Linked DNA regions of Mus musculus: regions 2 and 3 are each linked to region 1. A link is a contact called in public Hi-C and HiChIP or PLAC-seq data. All regions are on one chromosome and are shown on one strand. The core of a region is the stretch at or near the end of the contact, and the rest is flanking DNA. Distances in the headings are between cores, read along the strand shown.

Region 1 (4,274 bases), core at 881-3,380:
TTATCCAGCCACTTACAGTAACTATAACGCACTACCAACACAAGGACACTGAGGCACAGAGCTTCGGTTGCGTCTCAAAGAGGAAATAAAAATCCCACAACAGCATCAGAGAATCCTCCCCTGGCATGCCTGTGGCACGCTTGGGTGTCAGCACAAGCCTCCCCGACTCCACTGTCCAATCCAGGCACACACAGGTGCCAGTGCAAGTCCCCCGTCCCCCAAAACTGTTCAATCTATGCAGAGAATCAGGATGGTAAGCACCATCCCCACTGAGGAAGCAAACACAGCCGACTAAAAGAAGTCACAAGGCTAAAAGAAGGCAAAAGCAGAATGAAGCCCTGGAAGGGGTGATCTGGGCACACTCCCATCGAAGGCACTGTATGAGAACACAGGGGGATACTTTCAGGGTAGGAGGGCCAGGGGCTGAGGCAGAGGCTGGGGTGAAAGCAAGGAAACCTGATGGAACTGGAAACAGCCTCGGGCAAGGCAGAGGGCAGGCTTAGCAAGCAGCCAGCCCTGGGCAGGCTCCATGGGGAAGTCAACAGGACTTCTTCACCAACTGAAATGGAGGGAGAGCAAGTTGGGGGACATAGATAACACAAGGCTTGGCCTGAGAGACCACCAGCATGAAGTGTTGATTCCTGGAATGGAGACAGAAGGTAGGATAGGAGGGGAGCCATTCTTGGGAAGATGAGAGCCAGCATGCAGGGAGACCGGGGTGGGGGTGGGTTGTTAAGAGCTGTGGATGATCATAGCAGTGTTGCTCCTAAATGTCCACCAGTCAATGAATGAACAGTAAGGTACAGCCCAGCTCACAGGGGAATACTACTCAGTCATGAAAAGGGATAGAAAGTATAAACCCAGGCCACAAGTGACAAAAGCCAGACACACAGGGATAAGACCCATGACACCAAGATCCTTATAGATCCATCAGTGGGAGACTCAGAAGGCTCAGGCTGGAGTCTGTTACTCCAGCTGTGGATCCAAGGCTATGTCAGCAGCCAGGTCAGGACAGAGCCACAGCAAGGGTCGGGTACCATCGGCAGACAATCAAAAGGTCCAGTGTCAGGCTGGGTTCCCATTAGGGACCAGCTTGCTACATATCAAGGCGTCGTCACCCCAACTCTGAATCATCTCCCTGGAAACATTGACGGAAAACTCAATAAAGCTTGAAAATGCCAACTGTCTATCCTGAGCCCGGGCTGAAGAGCCAAAATAGAACGTTCCGGCTATTCTTAGGCAGTGTTCAAGTTCAGCTTTGGGGGCTGTTCCCAAAAGGCTTTCACTCTTGCCTACTCTTCTCCCACCCCAGGCTCCCCAACCCTGCAGCCTGTACCACCGGGAGTTCAGCGGGAACAAGGGGCCTCACAAAACGGAGGACATCTGCGGGTACATGTTTGCCATCTGAGGGGACGGGCTGGGGTTGGAGTCAGCTGCTGCGCTCGCAGGGTCATCTTTTAGAAAGCCCTGGAAACTGTGAGCAAAGCAGGCCTCCCAGGAGGGTGTAAAGGGCCCTCAGCCCTGCTGCTTGCTGATGCAAATGTTCCAGTGGCAGGAGCCAAGGCGGGGGACACTGAGCAGTTGTCTGTCAGGGAGTGTGCATGTCTCCACAGGAATCTCGGGCCCTGCTGGCTGGTCCCCAGCAGTCCCCAAGCTCCCGATACATGCAGAAGAGAGAGCAGCAGTGTGCACAGCTGTCAAGAGGGCAAGGCCAGACCTCCACCACTTCCTGTGGGTGCTTCCTGCAGAAGCAGCCAGCGGTTTGCCCCAGCTGCCTCCATCTTCCTGGGGCAAGAGCCCTATGGGACTAAACCCCAGGCTCTAGAGAAAAAGGAACAGGCCCCAGGTCCACCAAGCTCTGAAGCCACACAGGTCTTCCCACCTGGGTTACTGATATGTATCAATAAACCTGCTTCATTGCAAGCTCCTGTGACCCCGGACTTGGTCAGGACCCAGAAACCAAAGGGTTAGCAGTTCGGCTCAGCTCTGGGGCTGCAAATAAGGGTTCTTTCTCAAGGGTCAGATGATCAAGGTTTATAACCCAGAAAACCGGACACACCACTGAGCCATGAAGCCTCTCAGGCCTCGTTTAGGGAACTGACGAGCCCTACAAACTTCACCCCCAAGCATGGGGGCAGCTGAGCTCCCGGGCCTGCTGCTTCTTACCCCTGATTTCAGAGCCAGGGATAAGACTCTAGAATGGGACTGAGCAGCAGCAGCAGCAGCTCATGTGCTCTGGCACAGCCATTTATGTCCCTTCTCTGTGTCCCTAAGGCCTCGCCCACCCTCCTGACTACACTGCAGGGGTGTGCCCTCACTGCATAACAAACTGAGAAGCACCATGGTTACAAGCTCTGCACTACAAAGGAGAAACTGAGGCATAAGGAGTGGCATGACTGACTCAAGAGCTGGCACTAATAAACTGCACAGCTGCAACTCTCGCTCACACAGGCAGCCGTGGACTACCAAGCCCAGCCCTAAGGCAGGACCACTGAGGGGTGGGCAGCCATGGACTACCAAGCCCAGCACCAACACAGGACCATCGAGGTGCTCGACAGGGCCAGAGAGTGGGCAGCCAGGCTTGCCATCAGCAGCACATCCTCCTGCTCGCTTTGGTTTGCCTTAGGGGTGGGAGGTTGAGGGTTTTTTTTTCCCCTCTGTTTCAAAGCTTTGCAAAAGCACAAGTTCTCAGCTCATGAGTTACAAGAGCAAACTACTTGCTGGATCTGGCCCTGGTCTCCCCAATCTCTCTCTAAACCCCACAACCTGTGTCTTTCTGAGAACTAAGGACTAGTGTGAATGCAAAACAAAAGGGTAGGGGACAGACCAAGGGGCACCACCTCCAAGGGACAGCTCAGGCTCCATGGCCAGATCCGCCTGCAGCTTCAGAGCCCAGTCTGTCCACTGCCCGGGCCCTCACTGAAGTCACAGGAGGATGCAGCTGAGCTTCCTGGGGAGTCCCTCAGAGGTCCAAGCGGCCATGGCCGGAGGAAACACAGGGAGAGCTGAGCCCCACTCCCACAGCTTCATGTGTTAGCACAGCACGCTGCGTGGGCTGGAGAGACGGCTCAGTCCTGCTGTGGAAGAAAAAGGGTCCGACCTCAGGATGCAAGCTGGGACCTCTGCACTCACACAAAGGCCAGGTGTGGTGACACACGCTTGTAAGCACTGTGCTGGGGAAACAGAGACAGGAAGGCAGGCTCCTGGAGCTCCACAGCCAGGCAGGCTAAGGTCCAGGTCCCACTAAGGCGCTCTATCTCAAAGACAGATAGATGGCTCTGAAGAATACATACACCCAAGATTGGCCTCCGGTGTCCACACACACAGAAGAACCATGACCCCAGCAGTGCTGACAGCTCCAGGATGCTGTCAGCTCAGATGCTCAGGGTCATTCACCTTGAGATTTCCCTCAGCACCATCCTTACCCTCCCTGCAGTTCATGGAACAAAGACAGAAGTAGCCCCTGCGAGCAGGTTCAAGAACGAGGCATGGGCAGTCAGTTAGATTAGCCTGCCGGCAGGAAGCCCCACAAGCCAGCCATCAGACAGGCGTCGGGACAGAGTCAGGGTTGGCACTAGCCAACAGCCACCATTCGTAAAGTCTGGGAAAACAGAACCAAGCAGCAGATGGGGACAGGGCCATCCACGCAGCCTGGGACCTGCCTGCCTGTCGGTTCTGAAGCTGAGGATGAAGCTGTCAAGGGTCAGAGCTGCCCTGGACCGCTCGGGCAAGACCAGGCCAAGGTGGCTAGCAGGGAAGGTGACAGCAGGTGCATGGGTGGCTTTCCTAGTCATCCCATGCCCCGCCAGCAGAGCCCAGGTTTTGGTGCCAGCCTGTCTGTCCCTCCTTGGGGCTGTGGCATATGGGTTTCAGTAACTGGCTTAAGGCTCAAGTCTGAGTAAAAAGTAATAGGTTCAGGGGCAGAGCACCTGACCCAGATCTCAGCCAATCAGAACACAGTCCTGCTCTGCACACTGCTATTGGACTAGAGCAGAATGTGGGTCCCATCTTAGCCAATCAGAGCATAGCACTACCCAGTGGCTAATGACCAAGGGAAAAGCAATGGTCTAAGGAGGTTGGAAGAAGATCAGAGGGCTAAGCCAAAGTTTCCCATGATTGGCTAACGTCAAACCACATGACTCAAATCCAAACCATTTGGAATACACCATTCCCTCAGCCCCAGATGGCTGGCCACAGCCGGAGTGACTCTCGGGCTGTCCGTCAGAACTCCAAGAGAGAAACTCACTGTCTTCTGCTGACTTTAAACTTGACAG
Region 2 (4,274 bases), core at 721-3,220, 610 kb before region 1:
TAGCATTGCTATCTTTTTTTTTTTTTTTTTTTGGTTTTTCGAGACAGGGTTTCTCTGCAGCCCTGGCTGTCCTGGAACTCACTCTGTAGACCAGGCTGGCCTGGAACTCAGAAATCCATTTGCCTACTGCCCTGCTCACATTGCTATCTTTTTTTTTCTTAGTGTAAAAATTCTTTTTGCTAGGTGTGGTAGCACATACTTTTAGTCCTAGCACTTTGAGGCAGAGGCTATGCAGATGACTGTGAACTTGAGGCCACTATGGTCTACATAGGCAGTTCCAGGCAGCCAGGGCTACATAGAAAGGTCCTGTCTCAAAAAATGACAACAAAACCCTGCATAGTTTCTCATTATGAGGCTCCAGTTGGCCTGCAGCCCTCCATGTATACCAGCTTGCACGTTGTGTGCACCTTCTTTCATGTCTGCCCTAGCAGTTTTGGGGGGGAAATTCCTTTCCCCACACAGTCATCTCATCAGTCAGTACTCATGGCTTTGCAAACTAATGGTAAATGGGGTGGGGTAGGAAAGAATGAACAAATAGATTATATACAGTAAAAATGGAAAAGTCGATAAGATCTTTGTATTTAGGCTGAAAAACATTAGCTGTTCTGGACACAGCTTTTCAGGAATGCTTTGGTAGCTCTGTGAGAAAATTGTGAAATTGTTCAGTATCTGGTGCTGAGGTTCTGCTGACTGTTGTGATAATAAAATGACTCCTCCCGGCTTTCAGGAAGCACTGCTGGAGGGAGCTGGGAACACAGCGTCATCAGAACACTAAGTGTAGCAAGCCGTGGTGTATGTAGACAGTCATGAGTGCACTCTGTGTCTGGGCTGAAATCTGCTTCCTTTGTGCTTCCTTCTTTAAGTGCATGCTGGAAGATAATGTCTTCCCACTCCAGTGTCCTGCCCCTGTGTGGCCCTTCTTTCTCTCCTTTAATGCAGCATATATCCCAGGGCTAGCATCCTACTGCCTGTTGTCCTGCCTCAGACTTCTCAGCCCTGAGATTACCACTGTGTTACCATTCCTGAACGAAAAACAGTAAAATGGTACTAATTGTATTGAAACATATTTTTCCAAAACAAAATGAATTCTTCCCATTTAGCAAATAAAAGATAGTTTTTGTTTTGTTTGTTTTGTTTTGTTGCCAGACCAGATAAATGGCTGTGAAGCTAATTTGTATTTTCTCTGAAAGAATAATCAGGAAGGTTGATGTAGAGACTTTTTAAAAGAAACTGTGACCCCTTGCTAGGCTGTGGGTGAGGGCGGAGGTTTTCTGCTTTAAAGATCCTTATGCTCTGGGTTGGGCCTTTTGCTGAGGATGAGGCACTTTTGTGGAAGCGTTGCCATGGTGACTGCCTTCCAAGAGCTGCCTCAAGGTCACTCATCACTCTCAGCACTGAGTACTCAGATTTTGTAGATCAAACAGCGTTAATTATTATGTCAACTTACTGGACCATTTCTAGAAAACCTAACCAGTACTTTGAATGTTGAAATTTAACCTGCCAGATTAGGAGGTTAGTGGCAAATCTATAAAGCTATAGATTATAATGCCCGATTTAAAAACAACAACTTAACTTGATTGCATTTAGAACGTCTGCCATACCTCCCTTGGTATTTATTCATTTACAAGTGTAATACAGAGTGCCTTAGTATTTATTCCTCTGGTAAATTGAGCTCTAAGTTGTAGTTTGTTTCATCTGATAATTAGATGATTGTCCCATGTTTTTCCAAAAGCAATTTCAGAGGCTTCTGTATCAGGGCATGTGCTCTTTTTGTCTCATGCTCCTGTTAATTTTTCTTCTCCTCGGTTTCTAAATTGTAATCTTTTCATTATGAACGTCATATGGTTTATAAAGCTGTTTCTTGGGGAAGGAAAACGTGGAGAGAAATGTCCCCTTACGTTGGTCTTTGCTGTGGGTTTTGTTCTGGGCAAGGAGGAATCAGCCTTGTGCTTCCGTTAGTGCTTGAAGGTGACTTTGAGATCAGAGCTGAGTGCTTCCTGTACAAAGGGAACAAATAGTAAATGCCGCTCACACACCTGACTGACTTCGGTTTTTTTTTAAGCTAATTACACTCTAACTGGTAGCTGTGCTTTCGGCATTAGACAGATTCCTTCTCACAGGGAGCTGACTCCTGTACAGTATCTAGTCAGATATTTTACACTGAGCTCTCTCTCGTGAGATCTGTAAATATTCCATGTAATACTCACCAGCTAGTAATTGTCTCCTTTCTCCTATTTCTGAAGCAGTGTGCTCTTAGACGATTATTTTGCTAATGGAAAAGCAGAGATGATTTAAATCCATGTCAGCTGTTAGGGCAGTGAGAGGGCTCAGTGGGTCAAGGAGCTTGCTGCCAAGCATGACTACCTGAGTTTGATCCCCATGACCTACATGACTCTTATGGGTTTGTCCTGGCCTCCATATGCATGCCTTCTAAATACATGAATAAATGAATGAATGAGTGAATGAATGAATGAAATTAAACCAAACCAAAACAATTGTGGTATGGCGTGATATGATCTACAAGAGAGGCTATTGGACATACCCTGATCCTTCTTGGTTTGGGAACCTGCTCAAGTAACTGCACTTCATTTCCCTATGAAGAATGCTGGTCCCCATGCCCACTGTGACTTTGCAGAGTCACTGGTTTGTATAGTAAAATTGGATTATCTTTGCTAAAGTCAATTTTAGTGGTGCACACTCAGAAAGTGGAGGCAGGCAATCTTTGTGTAATAGTAAGCTTACTTTGAGGCAAGTCTAGTATAGATGAAACCCTGCCATAAAACAATAAAAAAATTTAAAAAATACAGTTATACATTCCACAGCGCATTTGTGTATGTGTGTCTATCAATCAGGGTGGCCTTGAACTCATTATGTAGCTCAGGCCAGCCCCAAACTCAGGACAGTCATGGCTTAACTTCACAGAGAACAGTTATTACAGCCATGTTCCCATGCCTGGCTTTCTTACCTATATCCATGCATTGCATTTTAAAAAACTGCATTAGATCATTGTGTGATTATTCTCAGCATCTTTCCCAAAGGTTTCTATTTGTGTTTTGCATGTCTATATGTGCATCATGTGCATTGAGTGCCCTCAGAATCCAGTAGAGGATGTTAGGTCTCTGGCACTAGAGTTACAGATGGTTGAGGCACCTGTGCTGCTAGGAATCTTAGTCCTCCAAAGAGTGCCAGTGCTCTAAACTGCTGAGCCATCCCTCCAGCCCTTAACTAACTCACTCCTTCCTCCTAACTAACCAGTGAACTAACTTCCTTTCTTCCTAACTTTTAAGAAAAAATATAAAATTAATTTTTTTTTCGAGACAGGGTTTCTCTGTATAGCCCTGGCAGTCCTGGAACTCACTTTGTGGACCAGGCTGGCCTTGAACTCAGAAATCCACCTGCCTCTGCCTCCTGAGTGCTGGGATCAAAGGCGTGCACCACCACCGCCCGGCAAAATTAAATTTTTTATTCATCCTTTATTATGTATATGTCCATAGGGTATATGTGGAGGTCAGAGGATAACTTTTACAGTTGGTTCTGTTTCCATAATGGAGGGACCTAGATTTAACTCAGTTGCCAGGGTTGGTGACAAGTGCCTTTACTTACTGAGCCATCCCACATACCTGTAACTCAATTTTTGTTGGGGGGCAGTGTTGGGAAGGTAACTCAAGCTCTGGATTCTGTCCTCTGTGCGTACTGTGTGAACCCTGTAGCTGAGCCAGTGGGAAGGGTTCAGAGACAGCCACCAGGAAGGAAGTGATGAATACAAGGGGACTAAGTGAACAGTGGCTCAGGGAAGCACTGGCTTTAATCACAGCACTCCAGAAGCTGAGGCAGGAGCATAAGGCCAGCTCCTACATCCTGAGCTCCGGACTGCTGCTGCTCCGGGACAAGGCTACCTGTGAGGAAAGCAGATGGTGATCAGAGTTTCTTACAGTAGCTAGCTTCCTTTCTTTGCATTTTATTTTATGTGTATAGATATTTTACCTGTATGTATGTCTGCAGCATATGTGGTAGAACACACTGAGATCAGGAGAGGGCATAAGATCCCCTGGAACTGTACAGACAGTTGTGAGCTGCCATGTGGGTGCTGGAAATCAAGCCTGGGTCCTCTGGAAGAGCAGCCAGTGCTGAATGAGCCCCCTCTCCTGCCCCCAACTTAGTAACTTCTATCGACTGTTCTTACTTGTTTAAAATGTTATGACAGGACTTAGAGAATTGACTTTTTAAAAAAATATGAGTCGATATTGGCTCTAATTAGCTGCATAGCCAGACTG
Region 3 (4,274 bases), core at 547-3,046, 510 kb before region 1:
TACCCCATCTCCCTCCACCCCTCCCTTTCTTCCTCCCTTTCTGGCTATCCTCAAACTAAATATATAGCAGAGGTTGACCTTGAACTCCTGACCCTCTGGACTCCATCCTGGGAACTGGGATTACAGGCTTGTACTACTAAGCCCAGCTGTAGCTTCATTTTTTTAAACCGGCTCTGTTAACATCCCCCTGCACTGTGAATTTTGGCATCTGTCCTTTAAGCTCAGCTGACCTTCTGGATTCAAGGGCGTCACAAACACGAACAGTTAAGAGCTGTGGCTGTGACTGAGGGTCTCCCCCTTCAGGATCTGTTTTCAGTGGTACAAAGACCTACCCAGCGTAAAGACTACATATCCCAGGCTCTTTTGCAGCCACGAGTGCTCACACTCACATATCTTGTTTCTCACCGATGGGAAGTAAGGAGAAACGAGAACCTGATCTGTAGACCTGCTCTTGGATCAAGGCCACCAAGACAGCAATGAATTTAGATGAGAGCCATAAGCAGCAGGTACCCCCATTCCCTCTGCCAGACTTAAACTCAGCTCAGTTACCTTCCTTAGATGCTCAAATGGATATAGGGTTTGACCGACAACCAGGCTGGAGTACTGATTTGTCCCTGGGGCTTGTACCGTAAAAAATGAACATACGCCATACAAGTATCATCACTGAGCTACATCCTCAGTCCACGTTGGATGTTTCATTTTGAGATGCAGTGTCACTGCTTAGCCCCAGTAACCCTGAATTATGACCTTCCTGCATCAGCCTCCCCAGCAGCTGGATGGCGCACCTGGTTTGGTGACTGTCTACTTTGATGGTCATTCCTTTCTTTCTGTTTCCCATGTGACTCTGATATGGGCTTTCGCTCCATCATAAATCCCATAGTGTTTTTGGGATTAGTAATTTCCCCTTTTGTTTGACGGACTGTCCCCATGTCTCTGCGTTCCCGTGGCCTCTGTTTTCTGTTTTGATTATGCCACACAAACTTTCCATTTCATGTTTCTCCCAGGAGTCTTTGTGGGAGGAGTGGTCTTTCTGCTTTCCAGGTGACAGGCCTGATGAACACTTTGGGGGCCTCACTATTCATCTGTTTTCTTTTTTTTTTTTTTTTTAAACAATTTCTTTTTTTTTTTTGAAGGATTTATTATTTTATGTATGTGCATACACTGTCGCTGTCTTCAGACACACCAGAAGAGGGCATCAGATCCTATTACAGGTGGTTGTGAGCCACCATGTGGTTGCTGGGAATTGAACTCAGGACCTCTGGAAGAGCAGACGGTGCTCTTAACCACTGAGCCATCTCTCCAGCCCCTATTCATCTGTTTTCATATAAACATTCCAGCCAGAGCTGTTCAGGGTGCTTGAGCCATACCGGCCCATAGATACATCTTTGGCCCACAGTATTCAGTTTTTAAAGATGGAGTTTCTAGCCCTGAATGGCAGCTGCACCCTCCAATAGGAGCCGCCGCCTTGCTATGTCCCTGCCTATCCCCACCCCAACAGCGTTCCAGGCTTCCCAACCATCTGAAGCACTGGCCTACGAGACCTCTAACACGCGCTTTCTGTGGGGACCCCAAGCCATCGGGGTCTGCACCTCCACTCCCATGATGACCTGCCCATGTAGGGGAGCTGGTTTTTATAGCTGAACCTGTTCTGGGGATGATCCTGTGGTGGGAGGAGCATGTAGGGAGTACACAGTCCCACCCACTCCCACTGGGCATCTGAAAGCCTGCCCAGCCCTGATGGATGATGGCTGCAGATCAGCTACAGGAGGTGCCCGGCCCTTCCTCACTCCCACTCAAAACAATGTAGCGTCACGGGCTTGCGACATCTGAGCCTGAGCCATATCATCTGGTTTCACAACAGCCCCAGGCTGCTCGCCAAGGTGGGGAATTCTTGTTTTTTTTCTTTCAAACTCAAGCAAGTTCAATGAGTTGAGTCTGGAGGATTTGGCAAGGGCGAGGTGGCTGGGCTGGGATTACAGCTTGACCTTAGGTGCCAGCCTAGCGGGCGGCCTTTCGAACTCGCCACAGTGTCTCCCTCAAGTAGGCAACAAGGACATCCTGACACAAATAACAGCACAGTCAAAGGTCTCTCTCACCATGGCAACCCCTTCGTCATCTTGGTTACTCCCACAATAAACTGGTGAGTCCCCCATGTCTGTCCGTTCTCTAATTCCAACCTCAACATTCTGGAACCTTCTCTCATGCAGATGGTCTCAGTCAATAAATCAGTTTTAAACACAGAAACCTCAAACTCATGCATGCAAGGAATATCTCGTGACCTCCCTGTCAGAGAATTCACAATCTCCCTGGACTCTCCATTTTTTTAAAACTCTAGTTTCTTTGAAAAGGTGGTTTTCTGAACCTTCTTCAGACACATCTACTATGTGTGCATAGAAATAAACTGGAAACCTCACTGGGAAGTGAAACCTTTTCTGGGCATAACCCAGAGTTATCTTGGGGACCAGTGCAGTGTGGACGTCGCACCCAGGGAAGCTGAGGGCACAAGAGGCCACCTGTCTGTCCCTTGAGCAGGCCCCAACAGTGCCCTACTCTGGTCCTCACCTGTCCGGTAGCCTGTGCTGTTGAGATACACGGCGAAGGTGCGGCTCTCGTGCTGGGCCTGCCAGGAGGGCGAGGAACAATTCTCATTGTTGGTGTAGGTGTTGTGGTTGTGGACGTACTTGCCGGTGAGAATGGAGGAGCGAGACGGACAGCACATTGGTGTAGTCACGAAGGCATTGATGAAGTGCGCCCCGCCCTGCTCCATGATACGCCTTGTCTTGTTCATCACTTGCATGGAGCCTGCAAGCAGAGGGTACTGGTGAGTCATGTGGCCTGCTTGGGGGGGGGCGGGGGAGCTCTTTAAGGGGCTTCCAATCCTGAGCCTGGAACTGTGGGCAAGCTTAGGAAATCCAAGGGTTTACATGGGCCATACTCCTCACCCACAACCCAACCAGGAAGGCCCTGGTCTCAGTGCCACTAGACAGTGGCGTTGGGTACAAACCTGCTTTGAAGTACCTTGAGTCTGACTCAAACCCTATTTTGTACATAAACAGGGTGTCTTTTCTTCAGAGTGCTAATATACACAGATTTTTTTAAAGCAGTCACAAATGCAGATAGAATTAGGTTTCGTTTTGTTTAGAAGTTTCCCAAGAATTATCCACTGAACTGAAGTCTAGTCTAGCCAAGCCCCAGCCAGTCTCTCTACACTTGTAGCCTCATCTAGGGTGCCTCCTGTATGCATTTGAAGTCTATATCTCGCTACCCTTAAAGCTAACCTATCTGCCTAAGAGCTCCTGGACTTCCAGCTCTTGTGCCTCTTTAGCTCCTAGACCCTTTATATCCTGGGCTCTCCATCTCCTGGACTCCCCAGATCCTTAGGAAATCCATGGGCTTGCATGGGCCAGACCCTGCTCCCAAGCCAACCCAACCAGAAAGGCCCTGGTCTCAGTCCCCCTAGACAGTTGTACTGGGTACAAACCTACTTTGAAGTACCTTGAGTCTAGATTCAAACCATGTTTTGTACATAAACAGAGCTCCTGGACATAAAAAACAGAGCTGTATATAAACAGCTTCAGGACCCTCCATATGCTGGACCTTCAGCTCCTGGGCTTCTGATCCCCCTAAATGACTGTGATAGGCCCTTTACCCACACCAAGCATTGAGGGTTCATCCTTGACTGCCACTATATCCAGCCAAGTCAGGCTGGCCTCGAACTCCTGAGTGCTGGGATTAAAGGCGTGAGCCGCCACGCTCGGTGCATGGTAAGGTTTTAAGCTCTGACTTTTAGCTTGAACATATTGGGTTCTCTGAGGTTTGCTGAGCACCATACCACAGCATAGTCTGCAGTGGATGTCAGCGTTACCTCCTAGATCACATGTATCCAACAGGCCCTGCCTGGAAGTCTCTGTGTTACAGCCCGCTAATTGGTCTGAGCTTTGGGACCACTGGGTTGTCCCTGGGGTGGAGAGCAATGCTCACAATTGTTCTAATTACTAACACGTGGGTCAATTGCTCTATATACACGACATGCAAAGTTATTTTTCCAAGTGTCCTTTTCTGAATGGGAAGCGCGGCTGGGGCACTTGGTGATGGATGGGGCCACACAGTGGGGAAGGTGGCAGATGAAGAGCTCAGACCCAGGCTTATCCACAGCAGAAGCAGGGCAGTGACTGTCACCTTCACCAAGGCCTGGTGATGGTGTCCTGGGGAAGCTGAGCATCCCTGTGCCTTTGAATGACTCTTGGGCCCCTTGGGGACAGACGTATTCTCTT

The links. A called contact is a pair of places that touch in the nucleus more often than the background predicts. HiChIP or PLAC-seq counts read pairs in DNA pulled down with a chosen protein or histone mark.
Region 2: a contact with region 1 is called in an H3K27ac HiChIP or PLAC-seq map of microglia, with 7 times the contacts expected there. The contact joins two enhancer-like sites. A contact is called at or near these places in 2 of 115 datasets of contacts at active chromatin or transcription factors (microglia and regulatory T cell precursor).
Region 3: a Hi-C map of bone marrow-derived macrophages shows a contact between it and region 1, with 16 read pairs. The contact joins two enhancer-like sites. A contact is called at or near these places in 1 of 484 Hi-C or Micro-C datasets (bone marrow-derived macrophages) and 1 of 9 other capture datasets (embryonic stem cells).

What each region holds. Positions count from the first base shown.
Region 1 is chr2:166,628,866-166,633,139 of GRCm38.p6, forward strand. The region is part of intron 5 of Prex1 (phosphatidylinositol-3,4,5-trisphosphate-dependent Rac exchange factor 1); the gene reads right to left. Among named protein-coding and RNA genes, the nearest start is that of Gm29679, 66 kb to the left of the region's middle. Within about 2 kb of position 2,131, at least 109 of the 459 cell types and tissues checked have an H3K27ac peak or open chromatin away from gene starts, as enhancers often do. A contact at or near this core is called in bone marrow-derived macrophages, microglia and regulatory T cell precursor, where this site is marked.
Region 2 is chr2:166,020,496-166,024,769 of GRCm38.p6, forward strand. All of the region lies in intron 1 of Ncoa3 (nuclear receptor coactivator 3), which reads left to right. Among named protein-coding and RNA genes, the nearest start is that of Ncoa3, 30 kb to the left of the region's middle. RefSeq lists an enhancer at 1-2,967. Within about 2 kb of position 1,971, at least 145 of the 459 cell types and tissues checked have an H3K27ac peak or open chromatin away from gene starts, as enhancers often do. A contact at or near this core is called in microglia and regulatory T cell precursor, where this site is marked.
Region 3 is chr2:166,114,310-166,118,583 of GRCm38.p6, forward strand. It overlaps Sulf2 (sulfatase 2), which reads right to left. Exons shown (of 21, transcript NM_028072.5): 3 at 2,563-2,802. Among named protein-coding and RNA genes, the nearest start is that of Gm52534, 3.8 kb to the right of the region's middle. Within about 2 kb of position 1,797, at least 49 of the 459 cell types and tissues checked have an H3K27ac peak or open chromatin away from gene starts, as enhancers often do. A contact at or near this core is called in bone marrow-derived macrophages, where this site is marked.